Linked DNA regions of Triticum aestivum: region 2 is linked to region 1. Evidence: chromatin contacts called from public Hi-C data. All regions are on one chromosome and are shown on one strand. Each heading gives the region's core, a stretch centred on a gene start, on an enhancer-like site or on the middle of the called end of the contact. The rest is flanking DNA. Distances are from core to core; before and after follow the strand shown. Region 1 has its middle 6.1 kb from the start of LOC123055288. Region 2 has its middle 67 kb from the start of LOC123055319.

Region 1 (3,476 bases), core at 77-2,576:
TCACGTATTTAAAGAAAATCAATTAATATTTAGAAAAATACTATATGTCATGAAAAATACTAGCTTTAAAAATGACGCATTTCAAAAATATATTCATGATATTTTAACAAAACGTTTATACAATGTATATAACTGTTCCGAACTAATCACTTTATTTACATTGAAAAAAATGTTCATGCGTCTGAAAAATATATATTTTATATTTAAAATGTTTAGATAATGTTAAAAATATTCAAGGTGTGTAAAAAAAATGTACTACACATATTTAAAGAGTTGAAATATATTTGAAAACAGGAAAAGTAAAAGGAAGATTAAAGGAAAAAACATAAAAATAAAAACAAAACTAAATAGGAAAGATAAACCGATGAACCGTGAAGAAAAGTACATAAAAGAAATAAACGGCTTGAAACCTTCCTAGAATAGGTGTACAAAAAATCTTCGGGCGAACTACTTCATGGTCCGGCCCATTCAATGACGCAGGAGCTCGCTCGCGCTAGAGGAGGCAAGGCGCAAAGGCGCCGATTCGGCGCCTTAAACGCCCGTTACTTCATAATGTGCAAACGGGCGCATACCCGCTCCTCCGTGATGGGCCGATTCATCTTCCTTTTTTTCTTTTTAAACGCAAAAACAGCATGCTACGGTAACCAAACAACCACGCCACCGGATGTGATTAGTTATATATTTTCCTTATTTTCTTCATTCTTCTTTCCTTTTTCCTTTTTTCTTGTTCCTTTATTCTCTTTTTTTGAAAGGGTTTTGTTTGGTTCTTTCTTTTTATTTTTTATTTCTCCTTTTCCTTTTCCATTTCTTTTTATTTTTATAAATTTGTGAGTTTTTTAGAAAATAATGAACTTTTTCAAATTTTCTATAATTCATGTTTTTTAAATCGTGAACATTTTTAAAAATTGATGAAGTTTTTTTCATTTTTTTCAAAATCGATGAACTTTTTCAAAATTGATGAAAATTTTCAAAATCACTGAACAGTTCTTTTAAATTGATGATTTTTTTTCAAAATTGACAAACCTTTTCCAAAACTACTAGACTTTTTCAAAGTCGATAAAAAATTTCATGTTTGTGATTTTTCTTCAAAATTTATTTTTTTGTGAGGGATTTTCGCAAAATCAAAAACTATTTTGAGGGAGAGCGAACATACCTGTGTGATCGAGAGCGATCTTTTTTTTTTCTCTGAGGGAGTGCGACCGAGAAGGAATCGAAGCTGTGCTTTTTAATGGGCCGGCCCAATTGTTCATGTGTGTGGGTGCCAACAAGGTCAACCGGCCCTAACCGCCCTATAGGAGCTCCCATGCAGAAGTACCTTTCGCAACAAGCGAGACATAGGTCATGCGTTGGAGTGTGTTTTGTTGCACGGTTGTAGGGAGCAGTAGCGCCCGACAACCTATGTCTCGTGCCAAATGGCCGCAACAGTGCGACCATTTAAAAAGGTAAGACATGGACTTCTTTGCTCCTTAGGCCTCGTTTGTTTTCGAGTGATCCCGAGAGGGTCCCCGCGAGTTTATTTCGGCCTAGTTTTTCCGCAGGCCCATTTGGTGATAGCTGGGAGTGGCACTTCCGTCCCTGACCTGCTCCAATTCCGCGGGTTGAAAACCATCGCCTCCTCCCTTCGGGTAGACTTTCCTTGTCTCTATCGCGAGGCACCCGCCTCCACTCCAATGACATGTTCTTTGCTTTTGGAGTTTTCTATTTAGACGGAAGACATTCACACCCGTGGACTCACGTGCAGCAGAAAATTCTCCCCCGTGATTTCTCTCCCCTAGTTATTATCTCCCGAACGACCAACCGAAGCCTTAGTGTGAACAATACGTTAAGTAAAAGTAGCAAATAATTTTGAAAAATTCTGAATTTTTTGTGTGACAGACATTGTTGTGTATTTTATATGTTGACTAGCAAGATGCCCGTGTATTGCACGTAGCGTCAAGATGCATTTTTTTAGAGAAAAGTATACTTTTCGTCCCTTAATTTTTTGTGAAGTCTAGATTTGGCCCCTTAACTTAAAAACCGGACAACTTGCATCCCCAACTACAGAAACCGGACAAGGTTCGTCCCTGGACTCAGTTTTGACCGGTTTTGGTGTTGACTCACCCCGGTTTTGACCGGTGCTCACTCATATTCCTGTAATTTTTTTATATCAGTGAACTTCTTCAAAAATAAACATACTTTTTTCAAATCAGCGAACTATTCTAAAATTCGCATACTTTTTTCAAATCCTTGATTTGTTAACATTTACGTACTTTTTCCAAAACCCCGTATTTCTCCCAATTTTGCGTAATTTTATCAAATCCAGGTATTTTTCAAAGCCATGAACTGTTTTTGAAATTCGCATACTTATTTCAAATCCACATGCTTTTCAAAGTCCGCATTTTTTCAAATCCATGTTCCTTTTATAATCCATGAACTTTGTTTGAAATTCACGTACTTGTTTCAAGTTGAAATAATTTTTGAAATCCACATATTTTTGTGTAAAAGAAGTCCATATCCACGTACTTTTTTCAAGTTCGCATAAAATTTCAAAATTCATGAACTCTTTCAAAAAAATGTATTCTAATATGAAAAGGTACATAAATTTTTAAAAATTAAATGAACTTCAAAAAACCAAATGAACTTTTAAAAAATACGCATATTTGAAAAAGTACATGAACTTGGGAAAAGTACACAGATTTAAAAAAAGTACACAAATTTTAAAAAGGTTCATGTATTTGGAAAAAGTAACCGAATTTGAAAACATTACGTGGACCTAGGAAAGGTAGGCAAATTTGAGTCGGAACGGTCAAAACCGGCGTGGGACGGGACCAAAACCGGTCAAAACTGTGACCAGGGATGAATCTTGTCCGGTTTCATAAGTTAAGGATGCAAATTGTCCGGTTTTAAAGTTGAAGGACCAAATCTAGACTCTGCAAAGAATTGAGGGACGAAAAGTATACTTTTCTCTTTTTTTTATATAAAACACATATTGTGATTGACCCATGCGGAAGTAATCCCATGTGTAAAAACTAATGATATCTTGAGAAAGAGAAGAGATAGGGTGAGGAGGAGTGTAAAAACCCATGCGGCCACCATGCCAGATTGTTCCAGAGGTTTCCTTTTTTAATTGCTCAACAATGAGGTTGTGGGAGATAAGGATGAACAAGGGAAGGCCTTATTTGCAAATATGGAGAGAGGTGCGGGCATCTTTTTGCAAAATTGCCATAGTTTGCTTTCTATCCGTCAAATATAGATCAAACGGTCTATCTTGCAAGATGGCAGGCACACCATCATCACCAACTCGATTTTTTTATAAGAGTAGAGAAAAAATATTCAAAATGCTCCATGAAAACATAGATGTTCTAACAAGGTTGTTTGTGGAAGCATATTAAGCCCTTAATTTTATATTTTTCGAGATGGATGCGAATGTCATTCCATCACAAAAAAACTGCACGTAAGTAGAAAACTAAGAAATGCTTGTTTAAAAAATTGATTTT
Region 2 (3,721 bases), core at 251-2,750, 160 kb before region 1:
CTGGCGCCGGAGGCGCCGTGTCACACGCCGCACGACTAACGCGCCGCACGACCAACACACACTTCGACCTATGCCCCCCTTCAAGATGTTTATGAAAATTAAATGATTATCAAATGTCACATGACGACGTACAACATGATTGAATGATTCTGCAGACTGCTTTTTTCATTAAAAAGTTGCTTTTTTCTTTACTTGAAAGGTGACATCTGATAGTGTTGGTAGTCCCCGCTCGTAACTACCCCATAAATCCCCATTACCCGGAAATATAATGGGAACAAAAAGGAAAACAAGAAAGGGAAAAAGGTAACCAACCGCGCGAACCGGTATTTTTTTTTGTGCTTTCGCGCAGAAAGGGAAAATGGAAAATTCAGGTAATTCGAGAGTCAAACTGCAAAATGCAGCAAACCACAAACCGGAAAGGAAAAACCGGAAACCAACCGCGCAACTGGTTTTCCTTTGCGGGAGCGCTCCGCACACGACACTTGTCACGCACGGAGCGCTCCTGAACCGCTCATAATGAGCGCTCGTTAACTAGTTGCTCCCACGGAACCTCGCGGTCATTTGAAAGCGCTTCCTACATTGATACCATTTTGCTTTCCTGTTTCTTAAAAATTCCCCAAAAAAGTGCGCTAGCCGCGACTCGAACCCCACCCGTTCGTTTAGGTAGCCATCACAGCAACCAATTGAACCAGATAACCACATGTGTTATGGTTGTTCTTTTTATTTTCTTTATATATAAACGCAGAAAAGGCTGTTGTTTTCCCTGTTTCATTTTCTATCTTTGTTTTTTTTCTCTTTCTTATTAAAATGAGTGAACTTTTTTAAAGGTGACCAAATTTTCGCAAAAATGGTGAACTTTTTTCAAGTTCGATGAACTTTTCTCAAATTCGATGAACTTTTTTCAAATGTGATGAACTTTAAAAAAACAATGAACCTTTTTTTAAATCGATGAACTTTTTTATCAAAGTTGATGAACTTTTTTCAATCTCGATGAACTTTGTTTGAAAATTGGTGAACTTTTTTTTGAAAATCGGTGAACTTTTTTTGAAAATCAGTGAACTTTTTTCAAAGTCGATGAACTTTTTTTGAAAACCGATGAATTTTTTCAGTTTTATGAAACTTTGAATCGTAAATATATGAACTTTTTTGCAATTCGTGATTTTTTTAAATTTGTGGACATTCAAATTTTGTTCATATTTCTTTTCAAAAGAAATCCCGTTTTTCTAAAAAGGGCGTCTAAAGTTATTTCTTAGAGATTTCGTGTTGCAATCTGTCAATAAGAGCTTAATAGGTCTATTGGTTGGCCACCAAGCTTTGGAGCTAACTGGCGCAGGATCGAATCCTATCAAGATTTAGTTTCTCGGGTAGTTTTTCTGCACATTAATACATTTTTTGCACTGCCTTGCATTGCATTCTCATGGGCCGGCCCACTAGCGTGGTGCAGTGGGCGCCAGTTGCGTCAAAGGGCGCATAAGGCGCTGGGCAGGAGCTCTCCTTAACTGGCGCTTTTAGCGCCGCCAGACGAACCCGGCGCTCACGCGCTCTCTTGGGTGGGCCGGCCCATCAACGCTGCCATGCTAACGAGTTGGTTTTGTTCAAAAAAAAACCAATTTTGCTCGATAAAAAAGTGTGCTCCCGTGAGGATCCGAGCTACCACCGTTTAGGTCATGCACATGTTTCTTAACCACTAGAGCTACTACCAGATTGTGAATGTTTATGTTACAAAATAGTTAAAACATTGCTGCACTATTTCTTCCACATACATTCAAGAAAAAACGTTATTTTTTTGGAAAAAGATCTGAACAAAATATTAAAAACAATCACGACTTGGAAAAAACTTCATGTATTCAAAACAAATTTATGAATTAGGAAAAAGTTCACAAAATTTCAAAAAGTTTGTTGATTTTGGGAAAAAGTTCATCAATTTTGAAAAATAAGTTCATTGAATTTCAAAAAAAGTTCACCGACTTTCAAAAAAGATCATCTATCTTCAAAAAGGTTCACAAACTTCAAAAAAAAAGTTTATTGAACTTGAGAAAAAGTTCATCGAATTTCAAAAAAGACCACCTAATTTAAAAAAAGTTCATCGAATTTGAAAAATACTTCACGGATTTGGAAAAAAAGTTCATCGAATTTGAAAAAAAATCATGAATTTTGAAAAAAGTTCATCAAATTTGAAAAAACGTTCATACAATCCGGTGAACTTTTTATATTGAATTAGAAAAAAATAAAGAAAGAAAACAGAAAAGGAAAATAATGAATAAAAGAAAGAAGAAATAAAAAAAGAAAAAGGAAAAAAAAGAATACAAGAAAGAAGAAGCTGCACATGATCACATGACTGACCATGCTCGGGTGGTTAGCGAGTGTTGCGCTGTAACCTCACCGCGCGGGATCGAATCCTTATCAGCGCTTATTTTTGCAGCAGTTTACGAAGGAAAAAAATGATCATGGGCTGGCCCATCGGGGAAGGGGTGTGTGCGCCGTGTACCATTAACACTATAACCGACGCTATGAGCGCCGTTTAGGATTTGCCATTGATATATGTATGCCTAGCCGTTCTGACATGTCTGTTTTGAGAAAAAATTGCTTGGTTTTTTTTAGGTTTTGAGATTTTTTTTTGATTCCTCACGTGAAAAAACTTGTTTCATCATTTTGAGGTTAAGTAATGCCCTGGCTGCAAATATCAGATGTGCTTCACAACAAAAGCACATTTGTGCTTCGACGTGAAGCACATATGTCCTTCTCATATGTATATTTTTTGAAAAGTGAAAAGTACAGTTATGTTTCACGGTGAAGCACAACGAAAAGTAAAAAAGCATGATTGTCTGTTTGTAGGAAGCATAACTTTGGTTTCCCTTTTATCTTCATGTTTTCTTTTTTTTCTCGGGTTTCTGTTTTTTCTATTTCCTTTTTTGGCATTTTTTTGTGAAAAAACTTGTCTAAACCTATTAAAATGACATCTATTTTGAAGATCTCAATGCCAGAAACATTACAGCGAAAACAATTCATGTTTCGGATGCACGGTTCAAGAGATAAACCATTAACAAAAATATAAAACTCTTAGGTTACAACAAGTATCACACATGCAGTTAGCTCACTAGTCACCACAAAAAAAGGTGAGAGTGATATTTGCAAGGGTTACCATCTAACTAGTGATTTCACCATTCATCGCAGAACACGCACCCGATCGGTCACGCTTGCAGATATGAGAAGGCATGAGTAGACTTTTCCAGGAGAGTCCCTTTTTGGATTTGCCATTGATATATGGTATGCCTAGCCGTTCTGACATGTCGCACGTTAAGCGCAATCACGACAGACATGTTCTTTTTATTTCTTCACGTGTTTTGAGAAAAAATTGCTTGGTTTCTTCTAGGTTTTTGAGATTTTTTTTGTTTCCTCGCGTGAAAAAGTTGTTTCATCATTTTGAGGTTAAGTAATGCCCTTGCTGCAAATATCAGATGTGCTTCACAACAAAAGCATTTTTGTGCTTCGACGTGAAGCACATATGTCCTTCTCATAGTGTGTATTTTTTGAAAATTGAAAAGTATAGTTATGTTTCACGGTGAAGCACAACGAAAAGTAAAAAAGCATGACTGTCTGTTTGTAGGAAGCATAACTTTGGTTTCCCTTTTATCTTCATGTTTTTTTCTCGGGTTTCTGTTTTTTCTATTTTCTTTTTGGCAATTTTTTGTGAAAAAACTTGTCTAAACCTATTAAAATG

What was found. A called contact is a pair of places that touch in the nucleus more often than the background predicts.
Region 2: a contact with region 1 is called in a Hi-C map of leaf, with 6 times the contacts expected there. The contact joins two enhancer-like sites. A contact is called at or near these places in 2 of 5 Hi-C or Micro-C datasets (leaf and an unstated tissue).

Annotation. Positions count from the first base shown.
Region 1 is chr1A:447,940,886-447,944,361 of IWGSC CS RefSeq v2.1, reverse strand. No RefSeq gene overlaps it. Among protein-coding and RNA genes, the nearest start is that of LOC123055288, 6.1 kb to the right of the region's middle. Within about 2 kb of position 1,326, at least 3 of the 8 cell types and tissues checked have an H3K27ac peak or open chromatin away from gene starts, as enhancers often do.
Region 2 is chr1A:448,105,375-448,109,095 of IWGSC CS RefSeq v2.1, reverse strand. No RefSeq gene overlaps it. Among protein-coding and RNA genes, the nearest start is that of LOC123055319, 67 kb to the right of the region's middle. Within about 2 kb of position 1,500, at least 5 of the 8 cell types and tissues checked have an H3K27ac peak or open chromatin away from gene starts, as enhancers often do.